Linked DNA regions of Bombyx mori: region 1 is linked to region 2. The links are chromatin contacts, called in public Hi-C maps. All regions are on one chromosome and are shown on one strand. Each heading gives the region's core, a stretch centred on a gene start, on an enhancer-like site or on the middle of the called end of the contact. The rest is flanking DNA. Distances are from core to core; before and after follow the strand shown. Region 1 overlaps LOC101747032 (regulator of G-protein signaling loco). Region 2 overlaps LOC101747032 (regulator of G-protein signaling loco).

Region 1 (4,338 bases), core at 1,108-3,607, 55 kb after region 2:
AACACCAGGTGGACTGTGAGCTCGTCCACCCATGTAAGCAAAAAAAAACCTCAGTAAAATCTCGAGAAGGAAATGCCTTGGCCGTTAGCAATAACATCATTACGCTTACTCATCTTCAAACAAAAATAAGATAGTGCGAGAACTACTACGTTTTGTAAATGTTTATTCTAAACTGAAGAAGTAACAAACGGGCTCACGTGACTAACGTGACCGGCTCGTCGAGAGCACCACGACTCGTCACGCACAGTAAAAGGGCTCTAAAGTCTGCTAAAATACGATTGCTAATCCCTTAACCTGGTGTCCTCTTCGAACGATCCAAAGTGTGAATTACAAATTACATAGTACAGCTGTTGTTTTTTTTTTTTTTCAATACCGGCGCTCACATTTTACGTTGATGTGGTTTTAAATTATTTAATTTTTATCGCCCGGTTGGGATGAGAATACAATAAGCATTTCAGTAAAACCCTGCCAGTAGCCAGCGTCTTCTGAAACATTCCCTTAACGATGATTAACTAAGGCAACACTGTTGATTTATTAGGTTGCTTGACTTTTTGGCGGGAACGCGAGGAGTGAAGTTGTGTGATTTGTTTTATTTTGTCTATTTCGTGTTTCTTCAGGTTTAAATGTGTAATAACGGTGGTTTATTAACTGTTTAATATCTGTGAAAGTGCAAAAATGTGGGAAAATGAAACAAAGCTACTGGACGTAACTTCTCGGGTTCCTCCAAAAAGTCCACTGAAAAAATCTCAGTAAAAGACCACCATTTTACTGCGATTATATTTCATCCCATATCATCTCATCTCATGTCATTTAATTTCGTTTTCATTTCACTTCATGCCATGTTTCATAATAATCAACTTCATTTCATTTCATAATATCATTTTCATTTATAAAAGTTACGTATCATTAAAATTAAAATAAGACTTGACCTAAAGGTCTTAGTTACCAGGTCATAAAATCCCTTAAAAAAAAAAAAATAATTAGGTTGCTTTTGAAGTTTCCTCGTTGGATTAAAATGTGTCAGAATTTACGATCTTAATGTGCTGTTTCTTGTTTTTGTTTATGGAGAGCAAAAGTATGGAACACCATTTTGTATAGGGGACAAGTTGAAAGCGTGTCGACCTTTAAACAGCAAGTTATTGTTGGAGGAGTCACCGAAATAGCGCTAGTGTAGGAAATTATATGAATATAGCAGTTTTAAACATATTGAAGTGAGTTAAAGTGAAGTATGGTGGTTTGCAGTGCTGTTTTTTTATTCTGCGCCACCTTAATTAGCTCCCTTTCAGTAAAAACTTTTAATACACCAAAATTGGTGATCCTTACTTCTACCTCTCTGTCTGGGTCTGCGCAGGGACTTCGGTTCCCTCTATATTTTGTACCGTACGTTCCATGGGGAGTGCTTTGAGGAATTGTTCGAGATGATACCGTCGTCTCGTTTTTACCATCGCACCGCCCGCCACCGGTGTAGAGTTCATCCATACTACCTGGAGCCACTGCGGTCATCCACAGTGCGTTTCCAGAGGTCTTATTTGCCACGTACCATCCGACTATGGAATGAGCTCCCCTTCACGGTGTTTCCCGAGCGCTATGACATGTCCTTCTTCAAACGAGGCTTGTGGAAAGTATAAAGCGGTAGGCAGCGGCTTGGCTCTGCCCCTGGCATTGCTGAAGTCCATGGGCGACGGTAACCACTCACCATCAGGTGGGTCGTGCGATCGTCTGCCTACAAGGACAATAAAAAAAAACCTCCATAGTTTTCTTATGTTGCTACTACTGAATTCACAGGTTTCAAATATTAACCGTTTTGCCTGCCTGCGGTTTCCGGGCGCGCAGGGACATGTAGGCGCGGTCCATGGCCGCAACCGCTCCGTTCGTACCGCACAGCATGCCACTGACAACTGTCAATAAACACGCACAAACACCAACCACCTCGAGTCACGATGTCCGCAAACATAAAATTCAAAATTAATCGATTTTCAGTTTGACAAACTGCGTCATTGTCACTTTATTGACACACACGAACGCAAAAACCCGACAGTCGGAACTGCGACTGCAACGATCACTATTTAGATTTACAGCATGCCACTGACAACTGTCAATAAACACGCACAAACACCAACCACCTCGAGTCACTTCGCAAACATAAAATTCAAAATTAATCGATTTTCAATTTGAGAAACTGCGTCATTGTCACTTCACACACGAACGCAAAAACCCGCCAGCCCAAAGCTGTGACTGCAACGATCACTATTTAGATTTTCAATGTTACACAACCAACAAAGTTATTGGCGCACGAAGTGAGCACTGTGTTATTTGAAAAGCGCGCGATTAATTATGTCACTCAAACTAAACTGTCATGTGTCATTAAGACAGGCGATTGCAACGGAGTCTCGGTAGGGACTGCGCGTGCGCGGCACTCCGCCCTCCCCCTTCCCCTATACTATTTTCGGAGCCCTGAGTTTCCCCTAGAGCACAGTTCAGATCGATGCTAGTAAGTAAAATACAGTATTATTAAAAAATAAGGAAGTATTTTGCATGAAACTGAGTAGGGATTATGCATCGGGAATTTTAGTTTACATTGTATTGACTGTACAAGTTTCTGAATAATAATAAATGAGAATTTAAGCATGAGTTATTTTCATTGAATCTGGTTCAGATACTTTTCTCGGATTACTCAACATACGTAGAGTAGACAGCCCATCACATTCGCTGGCAACGCAAGCCCGGAAAAACAAAGGGTAAAAATACGTTAAAATTTTTAAGGATCAAATTTATCCTACAGACCTCTTGAGCTTCTATAGGTTCAATATGACAGTTTGCTAAGTAGATCACATTCGGTTATACGCAAAACTATTTGGCAATAGGTGCCAGCGCTTTTGAGGCGTGTTTTTTAATACTTTTTTTAAACTACAGTATATGTACGATCTTTTTTAATGTCGCTAAACAAAAATGCCATTTAGCGTCCGTTTGTGGATAGTATGTGTCCGTTATTCCTTGGTCTGCGAATTTGACCAAAGTATTTTGGTACGTGTAGGTATATTATTCAATTTAACCGTTGACTTCTTGAAGTAGCGAGAAAAAAAAGAGAGAGAGAGAGAGAGAGAGAGAGAGAGAGAGAGAGAGAGAGAGAGAGAGAGAGAGAGAGAGAGAACATACTTTATTAGTCTTTATTGCACATCAAAACATAACTAACATTAGAAAACAGTCAACAAGCAGATACATTTGTAAAATAAGCGGTAGATGTAAGTGAATTAAACCTTCATTCCGTGTACGATATAGTTTAATATAATCTAAAAGCATGTTAAAAAAATAAAAGATACGGTACCGTTATATTTACACTGTGTCATATGGAGCGGTCATGCACAATTATGCCATATGCGTCTCCCCTCACACGTACATTGACATTCTCGAGTGTCGAGTACGTAACTCACTCAGGGACTTTCACATAAATAAAACAATAATTAAAACGTATATATATATATATAATAGTAATAATTATGTGCGCACCTTATTGTGTCGATATATAGCACCGTGCTGTTTTAAGAGCGGGATAGTCTATCGTTTTTTTAGAAGAACTTAACGCTTTTCTCTTTAGGCTTTGAAAATTACCGGTCATGTCCTTTGTAAAGATTTTGCTAATGAGCATTACTTAGTGATTACCGGTGGCCCGTCTAGCTATTCACTGGTAGCCTAAGGGTCTATTTCAGCTACGCGCGGACGGATAGGTAAGCTCACGAGCTCAACCTGAGAGAATTTTCCAACACTAGCCCTAGCAAGAGCAGTGCTTCGCAATAATCTAACACCGGATCGGATTGGGACCCACTTAGAAGATCTGGCGATTAACTCGGTGGGCTATATCTATGGATTCTTCTTCCTATTCGTACACTCTTGACAGAGTGGTTGTGGTCATGCATCAGTCGGATCCTGCGATACCGATGCGACGCCATGTGGCACTGTGTTTCGCAGAGTGATAGCAATCATTTATGTTGGAGTGAGTCACAGACTTTATGAGGTCGGTCCATCGTGTTGGAGATCGTCCGCGAGATCTTTTGCCCTCGACTGGCAACCTCAACTTGTCTATGGATAGAGTTTCCTGAAACCCTCACAAGCATTCATTGTCAATTTTTATACGCTTATAAGAATAGAGCTCCGCTAACATTCCGTATAATTAAACGCGATACTTGCGTGGTCGCCAACAGTTTCCCGACGCGACGTCACTCACTCAATTGCCGACGTAAATTAACTTTAACGACCTCAATGAATAAGCGTTTTAATACAAAGTTCCTTGTTCTGTACATACATAACGGAAGGGATGTTGAATTGATAGATTAATTATGG
Region 2 (4,373 bases), core at 1,119-3,618:
AGTCGAAAATGTTAGTAAAACGATAATGTCCATTAAGGACGGACGGTTCCTGTGGAGAAACTTGAGCTGAGGAGTCATGCTGCGTGATGTCACCTCTCGGCTACATTATTGTTTACAGAGCCTACCTGATGTTAAATGGTCACCGGAGGCCATGGACATCGACAACATAAATACTGCAACTCACCATTTTTTCCCCCTACCTATGCGCCGGTAGCCTAAGAGGCTATTTCAACTTCTCGCGGACGGGTAGGTGAGCTCACGGGCTCAACCTGAGAGAATTTGCTAACACTACCCCTGGCAAGAGCAGTGCTTCGCAGAATCTACCACAGGATCGGAATCGCGACAGCCCTTCAAACCGAAACGCATTACTGCTTCGCGTTCGAAATAGGCTGGATGATGGTACCTACCAATGCGGGCTCACAAGACTTCAACCAATAAAAACAAATTTAATAATCTCGATAATTTATTAGTTTTAATGTAATCAGTCTCAAACCCCGTAACCACGAGGCCTGTTAATAATTCAATACCTCGAAGACTTCAACAACGGATAAAACAGGTTTTATAAAACCGTCGATAGATCGACTCTCTATTAACGCGTATCAAGAGCGCGGAGCGTCGGAATACCGACTGTTTGCGCAGTTTGATTATAGGTATTGACCCGTACGGACGTGTCGTAGCGCACGCATAGGTATATATTTTGATAAATTAATAACGGTTATAAATTATTTTGCTGTGAAATTAGCACTAATTAATGTGTTTTTTTTTTCAGTTAAAGTTTGTATAAGGTAAGTTTTTTTCTTTCTTTCTTAAATCTTTTAGCAATGTGAAAATAAGTTCAGCATTAAAAGGATTAAGATAATTTATCTGAGACGTTTAGAATTGAAATCGTACGCTACATTCGTATTGTGTTGACTAACATTTGTTTAAGTTTCCTTTCATTATGACAACAATCCGCTGACCTAAATTAGTCTTGGCTATTTTCTGGTAAACCCTGATGCATTCGTTTTTATTTATTTACTGCGCAGATCGGAGCACGAGGTCGCGGCCCGCCTGGTAGTATTAACCACCAGTTGTCATAATATTATTACCGACTCAAATTGTAAATTATTTGAAGAATTTGATTGAAGTAATCCGGTTTATTTTAAATTTTTTTATTGCTTAGATGGGTGGACGAGCTCACAGCCCATCTGGTGTTAAGTGGTTACCGGAGTACATAGACATCTACAACGTAAATGAGCCACCCACCTTGAGATATAAGTTCTAAGGTCTCAGTATAGTTACAACGGCTGCCCCACCCTTCAAACCGAAACGCATTACTGCTTCACGGCAGAAATAGGCAGGGCGGTGGTACCTACCCGCGCGGACTCACAAGAGGTCCTACCACCAGTAAAAGAAATTCGGTGTTGGACACAGGCCACTCGCAAGGCACGCCACGCGACCCGATCGTGGGCTTCTCATCTTATCCATTATCCGCTATCATGCGTATATATCGTCGCTTCATCGGTCCATGGTCTCCACTATAGAACTCTTCTATCCCAGCTGTTTTAAAAAATGATTTAATGACAATAAAAAACGCGAAATTAAACCGTAAAAGTACTTTAAATCATGTCCACCGCTCGTGAAAAAGAATCGAAGAGAAAAACTATTAATAATTAATTTACAATGCGGAGGAAAAATATTGAACAGAATGAATTGCTTTAAATTTTCGCGGTTATCTATCTATGAAACTGCAACAGCGTTGAAATGTCGCGAACTCATCAAATATTAAAACCGTTGTAAGAACCCGTCAAATAATTGTATTCAGAGCATTATTTACATTGTAGTACATACTTCAATTATATACAGCAAGATTTTCACTAGTCCCAAATCTTCATCAAAGAACCTCTATAATTATATAATACATAAATACAATTATGCTCTTCATTTTAATCGGAAAGGCGAAAGAAAAAATATATTATCGTCTCACATTTTGACACATGTAAAGTTTTTCCAAAGCATGAACCAATTAAATTCGCATTTAAATAAACGATAACAAATATTTAATTAAATATTACCTGGTCTTGACTTTCGTCCGTGTACCATACAACCATATTTGAGATCTATTTCAATATATATAAGACACCTTTTAGCCGAAACAAATTCGAACACAACCTTTTTTAAAACACAATTTATTAAAGTGTTTTTTCTTAAAGAATTAAGCACAGGGATTCGATTTAAGCATCACAAATTAATAAAGTAACAATTTTTTTTTGTTAAATGTAGGCACAGGAATTCGTTCCCGTCCGCCGATATCAGAAGACTGGCTCATTAGCGTTCCTGAATGCGAAACGGCGTCATCCTCACGGACGCACACAACCACAGACGCACCCACACATTGTTCAATTACAATAACAATACACGGGCGTTAGCCAAACAGTATCCGGCGCGTATGGTGCAAGTTACGAGAAGAACACCTTTATATTTATTTTAATTTAGTGAAACATGTTCAGTGCGTCCGGTTTTTTTTTATATCCTTTGTAGGCAGACGAGCATACGGCCCACCTGATGGTGAGTGGTTACCGTCGCCCATGGACTTCAGCAATGCCAGGGGCAGAGCCAAGCCGCTGCCTACCGTGATTTGATACCGGGTTTTGCGTATTTATTTGCATAGTCGGACAGAAAACTTCGTCTAATTCGAGTACAATGTTAACTGTTGCTAATTTATATTAGACGTTAATTATAATATTTAATAGAAATTTCTACCTATTCTAGTAACCTCGAGGGGTTATTCTAGATTCGCCGAACTAGTAGGTGAGCTCACGGGGCTCAAACCTGACGATGTTGCTAATCCGAATCCTAGCAAGAGCCGTGCTTTGCAGAATCTACCACAGGATTGGAAACGCGGCCCACTGAAAAGATCCGGCGAGAAACTCAGTGGGCTGTGGCTGTGGGTTAATTTACTCGCCGAGCCCGACGAGTTCGATGAGAACGGTGACGAACCTTTTGAATGAAATAATATTCATTCTCCATTGTTAACCGATTCAATTAAAATTCGCTTCACAAGTGTAGAAGTTGATAAAACCGTCGTTTGTGTTAATTTCACCCACGACTTGTTTATGTGTTTGTAAATTTTCTACAAAAATGTGTTCAGTAATTATTTCCAGTTAATTCAAATTTTTTTTAATGGTTATTATTAACCTATATGTCAAATTCAAAATAATATTTATTTATCGTAAATTCTACGCCACTTCAAAATTACGTCGTAAGTTAATCCGGAACGCTTTCGGTGAGCCGAAGGTAAGAGATAAACACTTAGTTCACTTACTGATATCATTAATACTTATCATGTATCGTGTGATCTTTTACACAAGACCTTTAAGATTTACTTACACAAGTCGATGCAAATATATTTTTTGCCTACATCCGTTATGTAAATATTATCAATGTATAGTCGTGAAAAAAAAAGCACGACCCGCTACCTCTTATAACTTGTTCGTTGTATGTAAAACGTCAATAGGACCATCAACATAGGAGCACAGTAATCGTTTCTGGCTACTGTCATTGCGATTCCTATAAGTACTGCTTTTTAAACGACCAACAACAGACGAGGGAGAAATTGTTGTGTCGAGGTCCACTGAATTTCTCGCTGGATCTTCTCATTGGATCGTAAATCCGATCCGGTGGTAGATTCAGCGAAGGTTAGGGCTAGTGTTAGCAAATTCTCCCAGGTTTAGCCTGTAAGCTGACCTACCCGTCCAGGCGTACCTGGAATAGCCTGTCAGGCTACCAGAGGTAGAGAAAAAAAATTGTGGTGTCGCGATGTATTTTCTTTAGCCGTTACTGTCTCTAAGATTTATTAAAAGGCACCTCATTCTTGTTTACTTCTGATGACATTTAAACCATTTGAACAGTAGGGTTACGTACAATAGAGACGTACAATATGACCTTATTATATTTGAGGACCGTATATCAGCTATCAAATGTGGCTATATATAGAACACATTGTTCAAAGACGCAAAGGAAACATTGTCCACTAAGCCAGTATTTTGTTATTCTTGCCCCGCTCGGCTGTGAAATATCAAAACCCAGTATCTGCATAAAACTAAATTTTACAGGAGAGCCGAAAAACAATTTCATATCTTTGACAGCGTGCCGTTTCAATAATATTAGTCGTACCTTCTTGAGAGTGATTGCAAAATTTGAGGTGCATAACAGGCTTTATAAAAAAGTAGATTTCATGCGTCTATCACAAAAGATGTGCGTAGAGGAGCAGTTACTAATAAAAAGATTGTTTTCTTAGATCAAACTTTTTGAGTGTGACAATTTCAAAACCTAGTAAGATCACTTGCTTTGTTTTCATCTAATTCTAAAATATAATGAGTGGGGATAAACGC

Evidence for each region. A called contact is a pair of places that touch in the nucleus more often than the background predicts.
Region 1: a Hi-C map of midgut shows a contact between it and region 2, with 1.8 times the contacts expected there. The contact joins two enhancer-like sites. A contact is called at or near these places in 3 of 7 Hi-C or Micro-C datasets (midgut and whole pupa).

What each region holds. Positions count from the first base shown.
Region 1 is chr7:12,482,239-12,486,576 of ASM3026992v2, forward strand. The region is part of intron 3 of LOC101747032 (regulator of G-protein signaling loco); the gene reads right to left. Among protein-coding and RNA genes, the nearest start is that of LOC101747032, 34 kb to the right of the region's middle. Within about 2 kb of position 2,358, at least 7 of the 8 cell types and tissues checked have open chromatin away from gene starts, as enhancers often do.
Region 2 is chr7:12,426,888-12,431,260 of ASM3026992v2, forward strand. All of the region lies in intron 3 of LOC101747032 (regulator of G-protein signaling loco), which reads right to left. Among protein-coding and RNA genes, the nearest start is that of LOC101743395, 24 kb to the left of the region's middle. Within about 2 kb of position 2,369, at least 8 of the 8 cell types and tissues checked have open chromatin away from gene starts, as enhancers often do.